Regions from separate parts of the Arabidopsis thaliana genome. Here region 2 is linked to region 1. The links are chromatin contacts, called in public targeted proximity ligation maps. All regions are on one chromosome and are shown on one strand. The core of a region is the stretch at or near the end of the contact, and the rest is flanking DNA. Distances in the headings are between cores, read along the strand shown.

What was found.
Region 2: a contact with region 1 is called in a targeted proximity ligation map of shoot, with 11 read pairs. A contact is called at or near these places in 6 of 26 Hi-C or Micro-C datasets (callus, leaf, root and 2 more) and 1 of 2 datasets of targeted methods (shoot).

The regions. Positions count from the first base shown.
Region 1 is chr1:25,505,143-25,512,958 of TAIR10.1, forward strand. FKF1 (flavin-binding, kelch repeat, f box 1) reads left to right here and starts at 3,497. Exons shown (of 2, transcript NM_105475.4): 1 at 3,497-3,866; 2 at 3,968-5,765. The coding sequence starts at 3,595. The coding sequence ends at 5,555. It overlaps AT1G68040 (S-adenosyl-L-methionine-dependent methyltransferases superfamily protein), which reads left to right. Exons shown (of 3, transcript NM_105474.3): 3 at 1-121. The coding sequence ends at 82. It overlaps MAP70-1 (microtubule-associated proteins 70-1), which reads right to left. Exons shown (of 11, transcript NM_105476.5): 6 at 7,682-7,816; 7 at 7,453-7,599; 8 at 7,273-7,344; 9 at 6,650-7,180; 10 at 6,381-6,568; 11 at 5,745-6,289. The coding sequence ends at 6,250.
Region 2 is chr1:25,536,960-25,544,775 of TAIR10.1, forward strand. AT1G68140 (zinc finger/BTB domain protein, putative (DUF1644)) reads right to left here and starts at 4,864. Exons shown (of 2, transcript NM_105484.5): 1 at 4,548-4,864; 2 at 1,965-3,471. The coding sequence starts at 3,455. The coding sequence ends at 2,451. It overlaps WRKY9 (WRKY DNA-binding protein 9), which reads left to right and starts at 6,990. Exons shown (of 5, transcript NM_105485.4): 1 at 6,990-7,289; 2 at 7,368-7,502; 3 at 7,587-7,816. The coding sequence starts at 7,011. It overlaps AT1G08967 (a long non-coding RNA gene), which reads right to left and starts at 359. Exons shown (of 2, transcript NR_139530.1): 1 at 106-359; 2 at 1-39.

The DNA of each region.
Region 1 (7,816 bases), core at 2,247-4,746:
AAAACTGGTTGGACTCACCGAGAAAATTGAATCCAGCTACCGTGAGAAGGTCATGTTGTTCTTTGCGTTGCAACGAAAATAAATATTATTTGACAAGTTTTTGGCTGTGTTTAAAAAAAAAAAAAAAAAAGTTTTATATATGTGTCAATGTTTGTTTTAGTTTAACGTTTTGATCCATTTAATCTGATCTAGGATCAAGGATATAGTTTGTGTGATTATTAATTATAAGGTTTTTTTATAATGTCTTTTACGTTATTCAGTTCGAATAAAACTCATTTATATTTTTACTTTTTGAACCAAAATGATCCTTTCATGTTCATTTACACACAAAAATTCATTAAAACTAATCAATAATGTAAAATTTGTCCATACGAAATTGATGTGTAATATTCATACATTTGGTAATGTCGACTTAGTTAGGTAATTGATCGAAATACACTTATTATCTAGATAGTTGTCGACCTATCGTATAGAATAATGTGTTTGTATAAGTTGTAATGCCAACAAAATAGTGAGTGGTCCCGTGGCACGAAAAAAAATGTAGGTGGTCCACAATATATTTTTAGTTGACTATATTAGTCTAGTAAACATATACAAAACTAATGTATGTAAGTAAAAGCATAAATAAAGGAGAATAAGTATGCATCATATTTGATTAAACAAATACTGAAAGTGTTGCTGTTGATAAAAATAAAAATAAAATACTGAAAGTGATAAACAACCATTTTGGTTTTAAACAGTATTTTGCTCTAATTATAAAGTAAAAACATATATTTATTTCCATTTGACTCCTATATAACAATAAACATGTGAATGCCAGATTAGACTAAAGAAGCTGTGAGGATCATTATACATCCTAGCTAGCCTCATAGGCCTACTACACTTATTATTGAGGGTCAACTTTGGGTTGTTTGATTAACAAAATGTATGGCATCTTTTTAAACAAATATATATTTACATTCACTTATCTTCTTACAATGTGATTTGTCCCTTTTAAGGAATCTTGTCCCCCATAAATCATTTGGGACAAAAGAATAAATGAAAAATTTCTCACATTTAAACAAAAATGTTAACACTAACATATATTTAAAATCATATTCTTATTACATTATTTATTTTTAAAATCATACTATTTAAAAATGTTTTTCAATATAAATATATTCTTATTACATTATTTATTAATAAAACCATACTACTTTTTTTTCTTTTAGTATATGATCTCTTTAGTTTTTACTTTTTTGTCTTTTATGTTTTGTTTAATTAATAATCTCGAGTTTTATACTAAACTGAAAGTGCACATGAATATGATATGTATTAAGTTGGATATTGAATCCCACAAAATCAAAAGATTTGATGAACTAAAAAAGTTCACGCAGCAAATTTGTTTTTCATTTGCTGAAGTTTTTATTGACTAATTAATTAGTTAACTAAAACCTGAAAGAAAAGAAAAAACGGAGGTAATAGTTTAGGGTACTGACGTGTGAGCTTACGCAATTTTCGAATTAGGAAGTGAGCTAGATTCTAGGGCTGTGATACGTGAATGTATATACTTTCTGTTTCGTGTTCAAGTCATATTTTAGTTTTTGTTTTGGTAAAAGAAGTCATATTTTAGCTGTGAAATTACAAATATATTTTTGTGATAACATTATAAATATATATTAACATGTGGAACCCTAATTCTCATTAAACTGCTCACGTTAAAGCACATGCAGTACACCAACCATTTAAATTGTTTTGCTTAGCACGATTTTGTTTCATTCATGATTCAAAACTTCAATTTTTCTTCGTCTGTTTTTATATAAATATTCGAAACATTTATAGAATTTTTTTGTTTTTAATTTGTAATTTGGATGTGGTCAAAAATCATACTTGGATCTATATTGATGTTATACATTTCACGACTTCAAAAGAAACTATTGCTCGCTCTATTTCTGTCATTAATTAACTCATAACTTAACTTACACAAAAATTGAGATGATGACAATCATGAAACTATTTAAAAAGAAAAAGACCAGACCGGCCAATGTTAGACTAGGATTAGTGGCTATTATTCTAGTGACAGGGGTGCGATGAGTACCATTGTTTTTGAACATGTCTCTTTGTCTTCGCGATGAACCAAGCGGTCCCAAAAGTATTGGCAATAGATAGAGCCTCAATACCTTTAATTAATTATAAATTTCCCTGAATTTATATTCTCCAAAAATGAATGTTATTTTTTTCATCAATCAAAAAAAGTTGTTGGGTTTTAGTCCACCAAAAAGATGTTTGAGTTTCGATTGTTTGTGTTCAAAAAATCAAATTACATAACAAAAGCCAGAACTTTTTTTTATATCAAAAAGTAAAGAAAAAATAAGAAAAACAAAAAATCATAACTTTTTTTATTGAGGTGATAAGGAATGTAATTTATTGACGTCTTGTGAACCCGATATAAATCTAAAACTTGAAGTAGCTAATGAAACATAACAGGAAATGTTGGAGTGGTATAGAAATTACCTTTAATTTACCTTTAATTGTATAGAAATTAAAGATAAAATAAAAAGATAAATCTATGAAACAATTATTTTGTCTATATACCAAAAGGGTTAGTTTTCTTGTGTTTAGTTTTTTGGAATGGAAATATATTATTTAAATTGGAATATTTTTTTGGTTGAACACAATTGGAATATGTAAAGGTTGATTTCATGTACTTGAAAGATTATGGTCAGAAGCCTTCTCACACGGTTAAGAAAAATAAAAAAAATATGTTGTCTATTTATTTGGTTCAAATTAAGTTTTTGTGTGGGCTTTGTGGGCTAGCTATTTAGTATGGGCCTAGATCTGGACTTCTGTAAATCTTAGGACTACACTTAACTCTATTACTCTCATAGTATGCCACTATGTGGGGTCTATGGCCACTATTGCTATCAATTATTACATATTTACATTACTTACGTACATTTTCGTATTTCTAATGTAATTTTTTTGTTTAGAAACTTATATAAGTGGGAAGTTTTAGAGCTAAATCTGAATTTTCTCAACTGGGGAGAAAAACTCCCTTGTCTCATCATCCCATTCCACTCACCACGAAAACTCAATTTGTTACATTAACATTATGTGTAACCTTTTCGAGAATCGCGTTTCACAAAAATATCTATTATTTGACCAGAGTCAACGGTTACGTGAATCTGATTCCAATTGCGTTCCAACTTCCAAGTTCCAACACTTCACAAACAAAAACAAATATCTTCCCTCAAATCTCAATCTTCAAAAAAAAAACAAATATCTTTCACAAAATATGATGACGTGGAAGAAGCGAGTGGTTGAGTAGGCTAGATATTTTCTCGGAATATCCCCTGGTGACGTGTTACAATCGAACAAGAGTAGACTTACTTTTTTTAAACATACCCCTGATATATCCTTTTAATTACGAAAATTGCCACCAACTCCTGGCGCGAAGACTTCTTGCCTCGTCTTAAATATAAAGGGTATATTCGTCAATAAGTCACCAACTAAGCCAAGATATTTTAAAAGTTTAAACAGACACAAAAAGAAATAAAATATCATAAGGCTGAGAGCTTATCAGAGAAGAAGAAGATATTTCTGTAAGCGAGAAAAATGGCGAGAGAACATGCGATCGGAGAAGCCACCGGAAAACGAAAGAAACGCGGCAGAGTTGAAGAAGCAGAAGAATACTGTAACGATGGAATCGAAGAACAAGTAGAGGATGAGAAGCTTCCGTTAGAGGTTGGGATGTTCTATTACCCAATGACTCCGCCTTCGTTCATTGTTTCCGATGCTCTGGAGCCAGATTTTCCTTTGATCTATGTCAACAGAGTCTTCGAAGTCTTCACTGGCTATCGTGCCGATGAAGTTCTTGGTCGTAACTGGTATATTAATTTCTCCGATTTCCCCCTTTTTGAATTGGAGTGTGTTGTTATCAATTCTCTTGAATAATGCTGCATTTGTGGTTGAATCTGCTTGGTTTCAGTCGATTCCTACAGTACAGAGATCCTCGAGCTCAAAGGCGTCACCCATTGGTTGATCCTGTGGTTGTATCTGAGATTAGGAGATGTCTTGAAGAAGGTATTGAATTCCAAGGAGAGCTTCTTAATTTCAGAAAAGATGGTACTCCTTTGGTTAACAGACTACGGCTTGCTCCAATACGTGACGATGATGGAACCATTACACACGTAATTGGGATACAGGTCTTCTCTGAAACGACTATAGACCTTGACCGTGTCTCGTATCCTGTGTTCAAACATAAACAACAGCTTGATCAAACATCTGAGTGCTTGTTTCCAAGTGGAAGCCCGAGGTTTAAGGAGCATCATGAAGATTTCTGTGGGATATTGCAGCTATCTGATGAAGTTTTGGCTCATAACATCTTATCTCGGTTAACTCCAAGGGACGTTGCTTCAATTGGTTCTGCTTGCAGGAGGTTGAGGCAGTTGACGAAGAACGAGAGTGTGAGGAAGATGGTATGTCAGAATGCGTGGGGAAAAGAGATAACTGGAACACTGGAGATTATGACTAAGAAGCTAAGATGGGGTCGGTTAGCTAGAGAGCTCACCACTCTTGAAGCTGTGTGTTGGCGTAAATTTACTGTTGGAGGGATTGTACAACCTTCCCGCTGCAATTTCAGCGCGTGTGCTGTTGGGAACCGGCTTGTGCTATTTGGTGGGGAAGGGGTTAACATGCAGCCATTGGATGATACTTTTGTTCTCAATCTTGATGCAGAGTGTCCTGAGTGGCAGCGTGTGAGGGTGACGTCGTCGCCTCCAGGACGTTGGGGACACACACTCTCGTGTCTCAACGGGTCGTGGTTGGTAGTCTTTGGAGGGTGTGGAAGACAAGGATTGCTTAATGATGTATTTGTGCTTGATCTAGACGCTAAGCATCCCACATGGAAGGAAGTAGCAGGAGGAACTCCTCCATTGCCAAGATCTTGGCACAGCTCGTGCACCATTGAGGGCTCTAAACTGGTTGTCTCAGGTGGCTGCACAGACGCTGGAGTGCTTCTCAGCGACACCTTCTTGTTGGATCTGACAACAGATAAACCGACATGGAAAGAGATCCCGACATCATGGGCTCCTCCTTCTAGACTTGGGCATTCTTTATCGGTCTTTGGTCGGACTAAAATCCTAATGTTTGGCGGGCTTGCAAATAGTGGTCATCTAAAGCTAAGGTCAGGGGAGGCATACACTATAGACTTGGAGGATGAAGAACCAAGATGGAGAGAGCTTGAGTGTAGCGCATTCCCAGGCGTGGTTGTACCGCCTCCAAGACTAGACCATGTGGCTGTGAGCATGCCGTGTGGTAGGGTCATCATCTTTGGAGGGTCGATTGCAGGGCTTCACTCTCCTTCGCAACTGTTTCTAATAGATCCTGCAGAAGAGAAACCGTCATGGAGGATCCTGAATGTCCCCGGGAAACCGCCTAAGTTAGCTTGGGGACATAGCACATGCGTTGTTGGAGGAACTAGAGTATTGGTCCTTGGTGGTCACACTGGTGAGGAATGGATACTCAATGAATTACATGAACTCTGCTTGGCTAGCCGGCAAGACTCGGATCTGTAAAGACTCTTTCCTTCTTCATTTGGTTTGTGGTTTTGTATCTGTCACATTCCAAACTCTTACGACATGTAGAAGAGATATATCAGAAGCTAGAAGCGTGTGTACATAGTAAATTAGTGATTGTTGTACGCTTTAGATAGATATTCATGTAATGTTAATGGTTTTGCTGTATGAAGATCCTTCTATAATATACTTCTCCTTGTTACTCGACCATGCAGGATTTGATTTTTGACGTACCATCCAAAAGAGAGAAGACACTGAGTTTGGACATATATATATATATCCACAAACCCAAAAGTAGAAATAATCACACAACACCTCAAGTAAATAGAATGAAGAAACCGAAAAAGTAAAGTACACAAACTTCAATACAGAGCTAAAACCTATACAGCCAAACAAACTACTTCCATAGGACAGAAAATGTTATGCGAAAATGTCAAACATCTCTCCCTCCACCCTTTTTTCTTGTCGTCATCGCTAAGCAGTGTAAGCCGATCTAAGTCAGAAAGCATACTTATCTTTTTCATCCTTAAGTTCTATGGTAATTCAATAAATCACAGAGGATGTAAAGGAAAGCAAGAGAAATAAAAAAGAGATATAAAGGTTAAAAAGAGCTTAAAAATCACACCAGCCTATAACGGTTTTACTTGTTTAAACTGATACGACCACAAGAACTAGTCACATCTCCTCCCTCATCTCATTGTGTACTCCTTGTTAACCCACTTCGGCCAGCAGCTCTGCAGAATATCGAACACCAAGCTTAGTCTGATTGCTAAAATCGCAATTTGATCATAAAAATAGACAAAGATATTCAACATTGTTAGATACCTTGCAGCAAGAATCTGGGCGGTGTTGGATGAGGGTTTGGTGTTTGAAGACCTTTTAGCTCTATTATCCTGATCTTTATCCACACGCATTGCAGCAACCTCTTTCTCCATTGCAGCCACTTCCCTTCTCATCTTCTTTGCTTCAACTTCCATTGCCTTTGTTAAAGTTTCAACCTTTTTTGCTAACATCTACAAGAAAAATATCAAGACTTCCATTACAAACACGTCTTTTTAACAACATTTTATATGGTACATTCAGAGAGATTTTACCTCTATGGCATCATCCTTGTCTTTGAGGCTTTGATCCTTTTCATGCGAAGATTTTCTCAAGGCGACTACTTCCTTCTGTAGTAAATCATACAAAACCCCTGGGACATTGTCTTCGGTTGCTGGTGCAGGGAGTTCACTTGGTGGCTTCTCTTCTGAATCTTCTTTCCAGGTATTAGGTGACTCTGATTCTTTGGTTTCATCACAAGCCTTGTTGAACGAATAATTCCCAGGTCCTTTTAAGAGTGCTTTGCCTCTATCCAATGATCTTGTGCCTCCATCGAATGACTTGGATGTTCCTTTAGCATTCTTCAATACCGAGGTGGAATTAGAAGTAAAGGAATTTCTCATCGGAGTTTTCTTTGACAAAAAGCCATTTGACGCAAACTTTTGTAAATTATCTGATCCACCGATTGACTGCCTGCGAGACGGTCCATTACTCATGCTTCTTCCCTCAGGTGTGTTCCTTATGCTGATGCTTGATGTGCCTCTCAGTGTCTCTTCAAGCACTCTAAGTCGTAGTTGAAACTTGTCCTAGAAATTGTATAAGGAAATAGTTTACTAATTAGTTCAGTTAAACAAGAACATAAATTCGACAATGACTAATGCATAAATACGATGAATACTTTTAGCTGTGCTTCAGATTTCGCAGCTCGATCTGATATGGCAAGCTTATCGCGGAGTTGCTGCATTTCTCCCTGCAAGAAGAGAGTTAAAGAGTGAGAATGTAAGGTTGTGTGCCTTTGTCACTTCAAAGAATCTGGATTCCACAAATTTAGGAAAAGGGCAATCATATCAAAGTAAACCTGTAGAAACCTTCTTTCTTCAAGCCATTGCTTCACAGGCATCACTTTATCATTACCATCTTTCCATTCATTTGCAACCACTGTCGCAACTCTGTTTGCTGTAACCTTTGCACGCGCAAGTTCCCGGTCAAGAGTTTTTCGTTCTTCCTGCAAAAGTAGAGCAAGAAATATTCCTTCATCAGTTGAGTAAAGATTCTATACTTCTTTTTTCGGAAATGTATTAACTTACGTTCATCTCTTGAAACTTCCGCTGGTAATCCCTCACGGCATTTGCAGCAGCACCACCAGCAAGAACGGCCTCTTCCAGTTCCCGTACAGTCTGAGTAAGCTTTTCCACCTCCGCAACCTTTTGCCTGTGCATTCG
Region 2 (7,816 bases), core at 3,614-6,113, 33 kb after region 1:
TGAAACAAACGATGGAACCGGTGAAATTGTAGCAATACACTCTTTTAACATGAAAAGGACCATATGCTATAAAATGGGAGGAACAACAAACTAAAACATGCTCACCCATTCATGCAAAAGTGAAATCAATGTGAGAAATGGTATATGTAAATACGAAGAGAAGAAAAGTCGTTATCAGAATAGAAGAAGTGGGTGTCGTTTCATTTACACGAAAAAACAAAAATCTAAAAGAAAAAAGATAAACGCCATGGATTTCAGTGCCAAAGTTTGAAATGGTTAGGAGTCAGGCATCAGTCTCTCTCACCTTCACTCACTTCCATGATTTCCTTCTTCTGCCTCTTCTCCTTCTTTATCGGTCATGTCACATCGTGACGACACAAACTTTTAATATACTACTTCTATATTAACTTAATTTCTTTTTGTTACAGAAATATTTATAGCATTGTCATTGGGCCTAGCCATTTTTCTTTTCTTTTCTTTCCTTCAGATAGCTTCAACTTTGTTATATTTAAAAGGTTGATAAAACAAGATTTGAAATAAGGACATCAAAACTTAAAAAGAGACATCTCTTTGCGTATTTACTTATGTAAATCGTCTATTAAGAAGCAAATAACATACGTACTGAAGGTTTAACATATCCTTATTATATTCACCGATTAAACAAAATCATTTTTTTTTTTTATAAACATGCCATTTACGTCCTTTTAACAAAAATAAAAACAAACCATTTACGTTATCCATTTTCAAAGTAAAGTGTGGTCTATCAGCTTACTTTTTGGTATCATAATGTAATTGAATATAGTATTATTTTCAGCGGTGTCAATCTCATGGATTGGTTCGTTTAGATGTCACATGATGCAACATAATAAAAGTACAAAAGCAGTTATCATCAATTTTCTCATGCATATCTGCATTGCAAATATTCCTATATATCTGTTTACCAAGAAAAACCTATGCACGTGAAAAAGAAAACATAATACCAAATTAACTTCTTATACAATTAAACGATAATGCTAAGACTATGCAAACAAAGGGGAAAAAAAAGAGAAAAAGACAATAATGCTAAAATTTCTTAAAGATACCGACATCTATAAAAGCATAACTTTATTCTACCTCAAACTTTTAAAAAGCCAAAACGTTTTTCCTCTTTTTTTTGTTTGTCTCTCTCTTCTCGATAACACTTTCGGCTGAAATCTTTAGATTCCAAATATATAATGAATTGATTGCTTGTTAAATGATACTGTACTAAAACAAATTGTTTAAATATCCATCAAAATGATATAGCAGAAGAATTGAAGAACATGGAGATATAAGCTTGATATTATCCAAAATTTCAAATGGTCTCTAATCTCTTCAAGTTCATAATTTATAACCCTTTGTTTCCATAGACCGTTTGATTAATTATCTTTATCTCTTTTTTTGGTGGATGCCACTTTTTGTCCAATTCCAAACCCAAATCTCTTTAATATTTTTTGTCAATTTGTTCACAATTACAGTCTATATATTCCTCCATTTATTGATTCTGTAATTTTGCCCAAAAAATGGGGACACGACAAAACTCGATAGCGACGAGTAAAAAAGAGTGAAAGGATAGAAGGAAGGTATCGTAAGAGTAAAAGGCCCCCACCATTTTGTTTATCGACATTTCCATCAAAATCAAAACTAATTACATAAAATCGATTATCGGTGAGGTATATTTTCCAAAACTCTAAGCGAACTGAATAAAAACCTCCGAATGCTTAACTTAAATAGTACACTAACACTTAAATAAGATCATGTTATTAACAAAAGTCAAAAACCAAACACATGTTTAATGTTGAGTGTTGTTGGTCGTAGAAGCTACCACATCGATACGAGGCAACTCTCGAAACCGAAAAACAAAACCAAACATATTTCATCTATGTTGGTGTATTTTCCAAAACTCTAAGCAGTAAACTAACTTTAGAAAAAAAACGAATGTTTAAGCTTAAATCATACACTTACACCAAAATAAAATCATGTTATTAAGAGAAACATACACATAACACTTGTGAGTGTGTGTGGTCTAAGTCTCTTAGAAGACTCTACAACGATTCATAGGTAAGTCTCTAAGCGCACATGGAATCTATAAACACAAGGAAACACAATTTCATAATTCGCTAAAAGACTTCATTGGTCATCATCACTGATCATGCTTATTCACAAGGATAGATATTTGTGAATTTTCCACCCAGAAAGTTACATCAGAATACAGTAAATAAAACATGAGATTGCAAGCCTGCTTCTCTAGCATATGAAAGAATTTCGAGTCAAATTCCCAAATTCTCCAATGGTGATAGCAGAAAGGCCAAAAGCCTTTTTTTGTTTTGTTTTAAACTTGTCGAAACTACATTTGTACCTAACCATACCATAAAGCTTACCTGAAACCCAAAATCAGACAGGGTTTTCTTTTGAATTCGTGTGATTCTCTCTCATCTAGGAGGAGGACCTGTGTTCTGGTTAGCTTCTCTATCTCTACGTCTCCTACCTGAACGTCCCAGCAGAACGCGTCCTTGTCGCCTCATTCGACTTGCCAAAGAGTTACTGTTACTATGCCTCTCCTCCTCCTCCTCTTCCTCTTCTTCTTCAGAGAAATTCAGCTCACTTGTTCCTCGGTTGATTGTTGTCGAGTCATTCGAATCTGAATCAGAGCGTCTGATCTGATTACCTGATGCCCCAAAAGCATGTAACAGAAGGAAAACATTCACAAGATTCCTACCAAATGCAGCATCGATCCCATCATCATCACCACCCTCGTCTGAATCTGAACCGTTGGCATTGTTCCTTTCAATTACGTAATCACCATACACCACTGTACCAGGCATTGTCGACCTAATCGTGCTCATAACATCGTCCCGGTCATGCTCGATCTCAAGCCTTCTCCAATTCTGCTCCACATCAGGATCCACTTCACGCGGCTTCGCACTAGGGTGGTCCACTTTCATGTGTTTCCTCAGCTCTTTGAAGGTTCCAGCATAAACACAGTTCTCCTGCATACAGATCCTCTTCTTAAGATTCAAAAAGTCACGAGCAGGCTGTACGATTGTCCAACCTTTCACCTGTCCTCTACAAAGTGGGCATGTGAGATTTCCAAGCTCAGACTTATTGATCTGTTGATGGCCCGATGTCTTCAGCTTAGCTGACGCTTTCTTGTACTGATCTAAGCAATTAGAATACCGGAAACTGGTTCCACACATGTAAGGACGACATCCCTTGTCATGAGATGAGCAGAGAAGAAGGACAGCGTTGTGTGGACACTCCATGCAAACCGAACATATAACATTCTCCCAATCCCTCTTCTCTAGACACTTTGAACAATCTTCCGCAAACATGTTTCTCGCCACAAGTCTTTTAGAAGATGGAAATTTGTATGGTTTTGCTCTTGCCCTGAAGCGTCGTGAAGGAACCCTACGTCCTGCCTTCCTAGCTTTGGCCATAATCTCAAAATCACACCTGTACAAATCCTCATCAAATTAGCAAAAGAACTCCACATAAAAGTTTGTAACAATACAAGTAGATATCTCTTCATGGAAACTACATATATTTTTCCAGTTCACCATTCAGCATACAACATGATTAGTAGTAGCATCCCACACTCTGATTTGGGAACTATTTCATGATAATGCTTTACATATGCATCTATAAAAGATATTTCACAACCTCATAGCAAACAAAGAGGGAGGTTCGAATAAACATGTTGAATTCATACATCCCTGGAATTGCATGATCAACAAACAATGCTAATCTATGAAACTTAAATCAAATCAAGGAACTCATACCGAAACGAAAAGAGATCAAACAAACGAAGTAATGTACCTCACTAGCTTGGAAGCCTAGAAAAGTGATTCAAACTCACAAGATAACTAACACAATGACAAAACCAAATCGACAAGTTATGGAAAGCAAACAGATGGAGAATCAATGTATAGAGATACCAAGAATAAAAACTGGTGAGACAAAGTCTCGCATCAAATCAAATACAGTTAATAAGATTACATAAAAGAAAATAAAAAAATAACAAAAGATGTGCAGACATGTTACAAGACAACCAAAAGGAACATGCTTCACAGAACAACTCACGCGACATGACAGTGAATCAATTATTAAACAAACAAAGGAGAAACCTTAGAATCTAATCTAATCCACATGGAACAAAGACCTTTGACACATCTCAGATCCATAGAAATTTATATAAAAATGTTAGCATAAATGTATAAGAAAGAACGAAATGCTCTCGATAACCCTAGAATTCAAAAACATAAGAATACACAGATGGATTCTGACAAGTTCAATTATACAATTCAACAAATTTTCAATGACTCATGAACCTAACCAGAAATCGGAAAAGTCATAGCTACACAAAATTCAGTTTTTCCAGCGGCGCACAAGTTCGAATTACATCAATATCTCGATAATCTAACACGGACCCACTAAAATCCGTAAGAAAAAAACACTAACCCAGATCGCAAATTAGACGAATAAGAGTAGAAACGAAGACAGAGAAGACGAACACGCAATAAAGACTTCACCTTTAGGGATTGAAATGAAAAAGATTAGGGTTTCAAGACACAGCGTAAGAAGACGAATAGGCTTGAATCGAGGGAGGGAGCGAGACCGAGAGAGGTAAGGTATTCAAAGGAAGAGAGGGAAGGAGGAAGACGAGTGGGACTGCGAGATTCGCGTGGAAGCGTCTCCACTGCTCCACCAAGCTCTGGTATCGGAGTTTCTCTTTCCTTCACGTCAAGTAAAACGTCCACGCGTCCTTACAATACGTAAGACTGACGCGCGTGCTTATTGTTTTAAAGGCCCTCTAAAAGTCCCTAATGGGCCTGGCCACGAATTAGACATATACTTATCCATAGTTAAAATTTGATATTGGACAGATCAATATATGGAGGATTTCAATTAAAGGTTGACTTAGTGACACAAAGAGATACAAAGAGACAATGGGAAATGCATTTGACCTTTTCTTAATTGTAATTATAAAATTTGAACGAGAGATATGGCTGCGGCGCCGCTTGCTCTCTTGTCCCACGTCTCCTCTGTCAAATGTTTTAGTTTTCCACTATATTACTATATGCTATATTTTTCTATATCTAAAATCAGCAAAAAGTTCTTTTTTGGTAAGATAAGTAAAACAAAACACATGCATATTCTTTTGACACATGCTTTCCCGTGTAAAGACGGATCATCATATTGTTGTGTTGAAATGTTAATCCAAAGTCCATAAGCTTGATTTGTTGTTGAAATGTTAATCTTAAGTCTATAAACTTTTTGGTACTCTAATAATATAGTAACTCCTCATATTGATAGTCATTCGATGATACTGCAACATTGTGTGTTTTGACTATAGATTTTATACAATTGTGAAACATTCATTATCCAATTTGATTTCTACGGATTAACCTCTTTTTTTTGTATCCGTAATCAACTCTGAATAAAATGGATACTTATAAAAAAAAAGTACTGTACGAAAAGTATATGTGGATAATCTTACATGATTTGCAAGTAACCTTATATTGTATGCTAATTCGATTTAAGATAACGATTTTATATAGGATTAGATCTACTAATGTAAATACTCTTAATAGATAGACAATTTCAAACGGTTGTCTCGGTAATAATATTAGTACAGAGCTGATAATTTTGTTGATAAAGTTTTTGGCAAGAAAGAAATTAAGTTAATAAAAGGACAGTTAGTATGAAAATAATAAAAATTAAAAGTCTTCTAGTTGACTATTTTTAGATCCGATCCCGAGGCAAGTATCTTGTTCTCGGTATTTTTGGTACGAATTATTAATTGCTAATTTGAATTTCACGTTAGTGATTATAATAAAAATAAATAAGATATCACATATAGACATCTTCTTAAAAGCACACTAACTAAAAGAAAAAAGAAAAAAAGAGACATGTCAAGTTTCTTTTATTTTTGTGTACATGTCAAGTTTGTAAACCATAGTTTATTGCTTAAATAAATCACATAACGCTTAAAAGAATCCAAAATCCGGACTTCACATATGTCACACATATTCTATCAACATAACCTGTATGTACATCGAAATCATAGAAAGAATATTTTAGGTTAGCTAGTAGCCTAGTACTAATGGGATAAATGAAATTAGTTATCCTTCTCTTAAAGATGAATCCTTGAGATCAAGAAATTTTGTGAGATTGTTCAACCAAACTAACAATAAAACTTATATTATTTGATACAATCTAAATATAGAATCAGTTAATTCTTTCTTTTTTCTTTCTCATATATATTTATGATCTCATAACACCAATTTGACTTTAAGAAGATATCTATTGAAATTTTCAAAACAACTTTAATAGGAAAATTCAAAATATATAGACAGCGCCATATTCTAGAATATTCTTACTCATTATGAATTTTTGAATGTTTTGATTTATAGACCTATCTATGATGTTGAATTGAGTAAATAAAAAGTTTAATGGTGCGTTTGATCTCACCCATCTTTTTCTTTATTCAGTATTCAATCTTTATAACTCTACCTTATTCGAAGAGATGAATTCATCTAGCTATAAACACATCAGTGACAAGTTTAAAAAAAATATCTACACGTTCGATGGTCTTCTGTATTTCACATGGTACCATCCATGTGAATGTGATGGGAAATTTCGCAGACCCTAATGCCGGCCATAAACTGGATTTACAAAACTAAACAATGTAATACAATTTTCAAAGAAACCGGATCTAATTATCTTATTGTCACTTAATAAACAAACTATATAAGAGAAGGGGAGGAATATATGTATACACTTTTTTATGACTACTAGGATGGTAACCAAAGTCATGATTCCATAGTAACTCCGGTTTAATTGCTTCAAAGGCCAAAACTAAGCTCTTTATTAAGTAACATGGATTAGTTTCTTCATAAAGATAAAACTAATTATTTAAACAAAGTCAAAGCTAGCTTTAGATGCGTACTAGAGTGAATAATACAAATAGTAAACGATATTCTGATCAGAAAATGGGATTTGACTTTAGCACTTCAAAATCCAAAGCTAAAAGACAAAAAAGAATAGAGGTTCGATTTGCATCTCCATTAATGGGCATCGATCTTTCTCTTAAGCTCGAGGCCGAGGAGAAAAAGAAAGAGATAGAAGGATCGAAACATAGCCGTGAGAACAAAGAAGACGAAGAACATGATGCTAGTGGTGATGAAGATGAACAAATGGTGAAAGAAGACGAAGATGATTCTTCTTCTTTAGGTTTAAGAACCCGAGAAGAAGAAAACGAACGTGAAGAGGTACCTACATGCGTATATATACATACATCAAAACATTTTATGTGCGAATATATGTTAACATCTATGGATGGCGATCAGCTCTTGCAGCTACAGATCCAGATGGAAAGTGTGAAAGAAGAGAATACTAGGTTGAGGAAGCTTGTCGAGCAGACTCTTGAAGATTATCGTCATCTTGAGATGAAATTCCCGGTTATCGATAAAACCAAGAAGATGGTGAGAAATTATTTCTTCATACACGTTATACATAGTGGTGACTGGTGATAATTAATATGAAACTTGATTGATGTTTTAACCTAGGATCTTGAAATGTTCCTTGGAGTACAAGGCAAACGATGTGTGGATATAACAAGTAAGGCTCGGAAAAGAGGAGCTGAGAGATCTCCGTCAATGGAAAGAGAAATAGGGCTTTCACTTTCTCTAGAGAAAAAACAGAAACAAGAAGAGAGCAAAGAAGCTGTTCAGTCTCATCACCAAAGATACAATAGTAGCAGCTTAGATATGAATATGCCACGTATCATTTCATCTTC